2 separate regions of the Sus scrofa genome follow, and region 1 is linked to region 2. The links are chromatin contacts, called in public Hi-C maps. All regions are on one chromosome and are shown on one strand. Each heading gives the region's core, a stretch centred on a gene start, on an enhancer-like site or on the middle of the called end of the contact. The rest is flanking DNA. Distances are from core to core; before and after follow the strand shown. Region 1 has its middle 200 kb from the start of VLDLR. Region 2 overlaps LOC100737021 (a long non-coding RNA gene).

Evidence for each region. Hi-C and Micro-C count contacts between places; a contact is called where the count stands out from the background.
Region 1: a contact with region 2 is called in a Hi-C map of heart right ventricle, with 3 times the contacts expected there. The contact joins two enhancer-like sites. A contact is called at or near these places in 1 of 47 Hi-C or Micro-C datasets (heart right ventricle) and 1 of 2 datasets of contacts at active chromatin or transcription factors (skeletal muscle).

The regions. Positions count from the first base shown.
Region 1 is chr1:219,409,198-219,413,211 of Sscrofa11.1, reverse strand. No RefSeq gene overlaps it. Among named protein-coding and RNA genes, the nearest start is that of VLDLR, 200 kb to the right of the region's middle. Within about 2 kb of position 2,466, at least 14 of the 83 cell types and tissues checked have an H3K27ac peak or open chromatin away from gene starts, as enhancers often do.
Region 2 is chr1:219,327,586-219,331,448 of Sscrofa11.1, reverse strand. The region is part of intron 3 of LOC100737021 (a long non-coding RNA gene); the gene reads right to left. Among named protein-coding and RNA genes, the nearest start is that of VLDLR, 120 kb to the right of the region's middle. Within about 2 kb of position 1,403, at least 2 of the 83 cell types and tissues checked have an H3K27ac peak or open chromatin away from gene starts, as enhancers often do.

The DNA.
Region 1 (4,014 bases), core at 1,217-3,716, 81 kb before region 2:
GTAAATCAACTATACTGTAATAAAAATAAAGTAAAAAAGCAAAAAACACTTATGTCATATGATATAATACAATATAATCTAACAAACAGTAACTAAAATTTATTGAGCATTCACTGTGATGGACAGGGTGAAAAGTACTTTCCTTGCATGATTGCTTATGATCACATTCATGGTATAAGTTCCATTATTATCCAGAGGTTGGTAACTCACCGAAAGCCACACCATTGGATGGTGAACTCAGGATACCAGGGGTCCAGGCTGTCTGCCTCCAGAACCCCCATCTCACTCCTGACTTTGCCACTTTGATGTCTGCTTCCAATGTGCCTTTTCTCCTCTAGGCTGTGAAGGGATAGCTTAGTGACAAGTCCAGGTGGTAGCAAAAAACACAGCAGTGACAGTGTCAGTGAAAAATAGCTCATTGGGACTCTGGATTGGGAACAAATGTTCAACTTATTAGAGAAATAAAAGAAGTAACACTGAAAAGTTATTTTAATCCTTCCCAAATGTCCAGAGAACAAAACAGCTAAGTTAAATGTTTTTTTTTTTTCCTCTACAGAGTGTAGGAGAGTAAAGAACAGCAGCAGAAGTGCCATGTTGATAGGAATTATATAAACAGATGAACCTCTTCCTTCAGTGTAGAATTCATGCGCATTTACTCTGGCATTATCAAGGTTGTGCAATTGTCTTGTGTATTCCCAGAGTTATTCTTTACCTAGATAGTTCATTCATTTACTCATGAATTCCAACTCTCATTTATTTTTTCATTCATTCACTTATTTACCTGGTCATTTGTCAATGTTTACTCAGTCTCTTGCATGTATTAGGTACCAAGGACAATAAAGGAGGCTTAAGAATGAAAAAAAAATTAAGTGCTGTCTCCTGCCTTAAATGGAATATAATATAAATATGCTCACAAGAGATGGCAGTTTTCCCCTTTGTGTCTACTTTCAGTTCTCCATTAATTGTGAATGGTTCTCTGCTAAAGATATACCCTTTAGCCCTCCTTTCAACTTTCCATTAATTGTGAATAGTTCTCTGCTAAAGAGAGACCCCTTTTAGCCCTCTGGCACAGCACTGCTATACCTAAGGTATTAGCTACCTATCACTAATTTAGGTCTTGGATACTGTGAAGAATGGAAGACCTTAGATGTGCCTTTGCTTTATCTGTCTGATTGGAGCAAATAATGGTTCAGGGACGTCATATGAGACATCAATATATTATAGGACTTTGAAGACATCCCAGCTCCCAGAAACTGATCAACCCAATTTGGTCCCTTTAAGATTTGTCTCCCACAAGTGGAGGGGTTGGGCTATGGTTAAGGCAGGTTCCCAGGGCAATGTTCATTCTCTAACTCTTCACTTAATAACTATCCTCTACAACTGGATGCCTGATAGACATTCCCCTGGTTTTGTCTTTCGGCCTGACTCACAGATCCTACCAAAAATTTTGCTATCCAGTGCCTTTCTCTGCACACTGAGAAGCCAGTGATGAGCACCATTCCTGAAACAGCTCTAGAATTATCCACACCTCTATGTGACTTCTTAGGCCTCCTGTTAAACAAATCCCCCAAAGACCGGGACCCCATCCCATCTGGAGGCGGTGTTAGAGATCCCTAAAGGTGACCTGTATCAAAAATGGCTCCAGATTGTGCTGGAAAATGTCCAAGCAGGTTTATATGTCAGAGGCTGTTCATCTCCATAAGGGGAATCCAGTTGCAATTACACTTCATAAAGACACATGTCAGTGTGATAGAAAGGACAGTGGAATGGGACTGAGGACACCCCAACCACCACCACCACTATCAAAGCCTATATATTTGTTCCTGTTCATTTCTATGCTCAGATTTTCTCCTCTACAAAGTAAATAGTTGAGACTAAGAGGAGGCCTCAGGTCCCATTGAGCTTGGACAATCTATGACTTCTGAGTACTTTGTTTCTGCTTTGGCAATTTGCCCAGAGAACTGGACTTCAGGGACGTAGCAGGTCCTGCTGTTCACTCAAGTGGAAGGATTATTCAGTTTCCCTGGTCCACATCTACCAAGCCTCTCTGGCATCTGGAGCACGGAGGGAAGCAGGCTTTCCCAGCCTAGTCCCAGGGGAGATGCAGCAGCTACTCTGTCAAAGGCTACTTTGGTCTCCATGGGAGCTGGTCCGTCCTCTTGGCAGAGGAAAGCCTGGGGAGAAGAGCCACATCCATGTGTGCTGCAGCCTGGGCAGAATGCCCTGGGGGCCTGTGATCCCAAGCACCTATGAATGGAGGCAGGGGAACAGCCAGTCCCAGTGTGCCTGTGTCCTATTTGATCTTAGAGACTTGGAAGCCATTAGGACCTGGAAGTACTCACGCCCAGAGGCCGTGCAATGTGGTGGAAAGAGAACTGGCTTTGTGATCAGAAGTTCTGGTCTGACTCTCAGCTCTGCCTTTCCTGGCTACGTGACTGGGAGCAGGTCTCCCCACTTTGCTGAGTATGGGTTTTCTTGTCTGTCCAATGAGGAGAAGTAGGTTTTCCCTGATGATCTCATAGGGCTGGTCTCTGTTGGTTAATTTTCCTGCACACAGTGTATAACACCCCCCACCACCACAACCCGTGATGTCTTCATCATGAGCTATGACAATATTACGGCAGGATGATGATAAAATTAATTTTTGTAGCAAAGAACAATAATTATTGCTACCAGCTGTTGAGCTCTTTTATCTACCAGACACTGTGCTAAGGATTGCAGAAACATTATTTCACTAACTAAGGTCACATGGCTGGTAAATCTTATGACAGTACCCAGCCGAGACATCCTGGACTCCAGAGCCAAGAGCTTAGCCCCATGAGCATTTTGCTTCATTCCTCATGACCAAACAGCCAAGTTTCTTCAAGTCCTGACTTGCAGAGAATGAGTGAAATGTGCTGGCTTGTCAACTCACCCTCCTTGATTAAATTAATGAAATCCTTTAAAACAGCCAAACACAGCAACTTTGGGATTTCATATGTTAAAAGATATTTAAGACAAAATTTTAAAAAGTGTATTTTCACTAATAGTCGGCCAGTATTGCTTTTACTCCCTTATGTCAAGATCTTTCACAGGGTTTTACAGGACTGTGTCCATCCCAACCAACCAACCCCTACCTCCAAACACATCCTTTTTGAAAAAAGTATTTTAAAATTCTGGTTGAATTAGAGTGTTGTGCCAATTTCTGCTATAAGCATGTTGAGCCAGTCATACACACATATATACATTGCTTTTCTCATACCATTTCCTATCACGTTCTATCCCAAGTTATGGGATATAATTCCCTGTGCTCTATAGCAGGACTTCATTGCTTATTCATTCTAAATGTAATAGTTTGTATCTAATCCCAAACTCCCTCCTCCTCCCCCTTGGCAGCCATAAATCTGTTCTCCATGTCTGCTTGTCTGTTTATGTTCTGTAGGTTCATTTGTGCCATACTTTAGATTCTACATATAAGTGATATCATATGGTATTTGTCTTTCTCTTTCTGACTTATCTCCCTTAGTATGAGAAGCTCTAGTTGCAGAAGTATTTTTCAAGTGCCAACTCTGCCAAGCACCTGAGAAGTGCTCAGATTGACCAGGGAATGAGGTGTTCTTGCCCTCAAGGACCATCTTAGCAGAAGGTACTGATAGAATGACAAGCAGGGCATGAAAGTCCTGTGGGTTGGGGGTGGGGGATTGTATAGGGTACTAAGGTCAAAAAGAACCTAAGAAGCTAATCCAGTTTGAGAGCACCAGGGAAGCCTTCCCAGAAAAGGTGACAGCAAAAGTGAGTGAGAGTCAAGCTATTGGGAGGGAACAAGGACATTTCAGGACATAGGAGTGTCCTATGCAATGGCTAAGAAGCAAGACAGGCATGACCCACTCAGGGAGCCAAAAGAAGTTCACAATGGCTGAAGAATAGAGCCCTGAGATGAGACCTGAAAAGGAGGACATATCGCACAGGGCTAGATAATATCATGTGAAGGAGATTGGACTTAATATAATCAATTCAAGAATTAACTGAAAGGTT
Region 2 (3,863 bases), core at 154-2,653:
AATATACAGCACAAGTGAAACTTTCCACAGAAAAGAAAATCATGAACTTCGAGAATAGACTTGTGGTTGCCAAGGGGACAGGGGAGGGAGTGGGATGGATTGGGAGCTTAATAGATACAGACTACTGCCTTTGGAATGGGTTGGTAATGAGATCCTGCTGTGTAGCACTGGGAACTCTGTCTAGTCACTTATAATGGAGCATGATAATGTGAGAAAAAAGAATGTATACATGTGTGTGTAACTGGGTCATCATGCTATACAGTAGAAAAATAAATAAATAAAAGGTAAAAATAAATAAATAAATAAAGTAAGTGGAGGCAGCTGTTGAAACAATAGCACCATGTTATGTTAGGAGTCATGGGGTCTCTGCTTCAGATACAAGGGCTATAAGAGGAAAGCATTCACAAGCTAGTGAAGGCGACAATGGTTTGTTCAAAATCAGAATCCTTCTTAGGGCTCACAGAAACCTAGAACATCTGCCTCAGGGCTTCTGGTATTCTACCTGACCTAAATCATGACTAATTTCTCTTATGCCCCTCAACTCCTAGAGAATGAAAGTGGAGATGGACTTAGAAATGATATAAAAGTCAGAAGGCTCAAGTTTGAGTTCAGTACTGCCACTTACTAACCACATGGATTAATTTTCCTTGTCTATAAAATGAGAAAAAGAGCACATGCGAAATAGGATAGTGAGGTAGAAGCACAGAGAACTATGATTATATGCATGCAGATGGCTGACCCAAGAGGTTTGTTTTCCTTTGTTCCATAAGGCAAAGCAGCATCTGACAACAAAATGCTATAAACACCCATGAAAGACCAATATGGATCCCTAAAAGCCTCCTATTGTAGAATTAATATTAACCTTGGTCAAGTCATTTTTCTTTTTTTCCAATCTATGAGAGGTGGATATTAATTACCAAAGTGTCTTCCAACTCTGCTATTTTGTGATTCATCTCATCCCAGATTTCGGGGGAGTGAACCAAAGTTTTTAAATGGTAGTCTGGCTACTTCTGGGCCACCTTACCTTTCTAAGCTGAACACATTCATAGGGTCCCACCAATCTCACAGGACCCATAGGAAAATCTAACAGCTCTGAGATATAATTAACCGCCCCCAAGTTCAAGTGTTAAGGAGAACGGGATTCTGTACTGGAACTCGGTGGCTATCTGGTTTAGCAGGCAATCTGTTGGAAGTGGGGGTGGTGGCATTCCAATGCTTTTGTTCTGGGTAATGCCAGACACATAAGGAATGCAGGACAGGATGGCCTTTGAGGGAGCTTCCAGCCCTAGGATCTCATGTGACTGCTGCACGGATAAGTATCACTTGAAATGATGTTGGGTATGACCTGCCATATCAGGCTGGGAGCCAGGGCCAGGGGCCCTCCCAGACATTCTGCCTCTCTGCTTTGGCCTTCCTGCAGGGAGACATGTCAAATGTGGCAGGTGTAACTTGAGGGAGTGACTGGAGTGTGGTCCTAAAGCAGCTGTGTGCTCTGCTGGCCCCTTGGAATGGGGCTGACCCATTCCATGGAAGCCAGCCCCTCAGGAGCTGATATGATGTGAGTGAGAATGATGGGTCCATTCTCAAGTCAAAGGGCACAACTGGTCACTGATCACAGTCTATTACATAGTCCATCCCCCACCCAGCCATACCGCCTGTCAGCCTGAGGCAGACAATGGGATTGGTCACCTAAGCAACATGGAACCTCGTCAGTGACCTGAGATGCATCATAAGGCCCGGGAGCTGAGTGGTCAGGACAGTTACAATGAGATGAGCATGGGTGGCCTCCTGAATGACCATGCGCCACCCATCCATTAACAATTTTGTGTCTCTAGCAGGCTGTGCTCATCCCTAAGGGCCTCTGCACTGGCTGCTCCCTTCTGAAAGCTTGGGCCCCAGCTCTCAGCACAACTGACTCCTTTCTGCAATTCAAGTTTCATTTCAAATATCAGTATTTTTTTTCATTTTCTGATAATTTATTGTTATGTTCCTTTTTTGCTTTAAAAAAATTTTTTTTTTTTTTTTTTTTTTTTTTTGCTATTTCTTGGGCCGCTCCGCGGCATATGGAGGTTCCCAGGCTAGGGGTCGAATCGGAGCTGTAGCCACTGGCCTACGCCAGAGCCACAGCAACGTGGGATCCGAGCCACGTCTGCAACCTACACCACAGCTCACAGCAACACCGGATCGTTAACCCACTGAGCAAGGGCAGGGACCGAACCCGCAACCTCATGGTTTCTAGTCAGATTCGTTAACCACTACGCCACAACGGGAACTCCTTAAAATTTTTTTATCTTCCATCATGTCCTATCCTAAGAGATTAGATATAGTTCCCTCTGCTGTACAGTAGGACCACTTTCTTAAGTCTCCATGCATACACCCTCTCGAACTACCATAACACTCTGTTTCCTATTTCATATAGAACTTCTCAGTATCTGGAATGACTCTGTTAATTTGTTTCTGGTTTATTGCACATTTTCCATTTAGAAAGTTAACTTCATGAGAACCAACATCTCCTCCGTCTTTCCAATCTATTCCCAACGCCTAGAAAATTACCAAGCATTTAATAAGAGATTACTAAAAAAAACTAGTAAAATTAATTCATTGAGTTAACTCAGTCTAGGACAGGTGTGTCCTGGCACAAAAAGGGCTCTCCTCTCTTTTTCAAGGCTCGAGGGTAGCTTGAATATCTCCCCATTTCAACAGCTATCTTGTGTCCTCTGCCCATGGAAGATCTGAGAATCACTCTCTGATCCATAAAGAGTGTTTCCTGACATCTATATTTATGCCACATAACTTTTTTGTGATTTAAAATTTTATTAATGTAGTTCATCCACATTAATAATTAGACTACAAGAGCAAGTGTGTATTATCATCTCAATAGCTACAGAACACATATTCAATAAAATCAGTAGCCATACAGAATATACCACAGAACTTCTTCACTGGGGAATGATTTTGTTTGCAAGTGACAACAGTAACAACCACCTATTCCATAATTTCAACAAACGAGTTATTTTTCTCAAGAACAAATTTGGGGGTGTTTGATCCACTGTCAGGGTGGCAATATTATGGCTCTCTCTCCTTTAAACACTCTACTCCTGGGATATGAATTTCATCTGGTGCTTTCATCACTTTACCTTATGACTGCTGTACCACCAGGAATCACATATGAATTCCCAAAAAGGGGAGAAGCGAAAGGAGAAAGAACCATGCCATGTGACTTTGTTGTTCCTTCTTCTTGGGAAAACAAAAGCTTTCCCAGAATCCATACCTAGCCCCCTTCTACTGACATCTTCTATATTAGCACTGGGTCACATGGCCACCCCTCAACCACTTTCTGACAAGGAGAAATTAGATTGTGACTAGTTTAGACTGTCACAATACATCCCCTGGGGCTGGAGAAAGGACACATTTTCCATGAGATCAAGGTGTTGCCACACTCTCCTGAACAAACAGATACATGGAACTAAATGGATTAGAGTGGGCATTTCTCATTTCAATTAGACTGAGACTCAGCGAAACTGAGTTAGAGGCAGATCCCTTGGGCCATCAAGCCCCTGAATTTTCTTAAGATTTGGCTGTTCCAAGTGTTTAAATTCCATCATATGCTCAAATATCTACTCAACATAAATATTTTTTCTTAAGCTGGCTCAAAGATACTTTCCATATTTACAGAGCATTTACTACCAGCATCCTGCCTGGCCACGCAGGCTGTGCAGCCTGGGTGCTGTAGGATGTCATACAATCCATTCCCATCTCCCTCAGGAATGACAGCCCTTTGGACCATACACTGCTCACCCCCCACAATCTGAGGTGACCCAAATGCTTAGACATTATGTCATCAGTCTGACAACCTCCTCCCC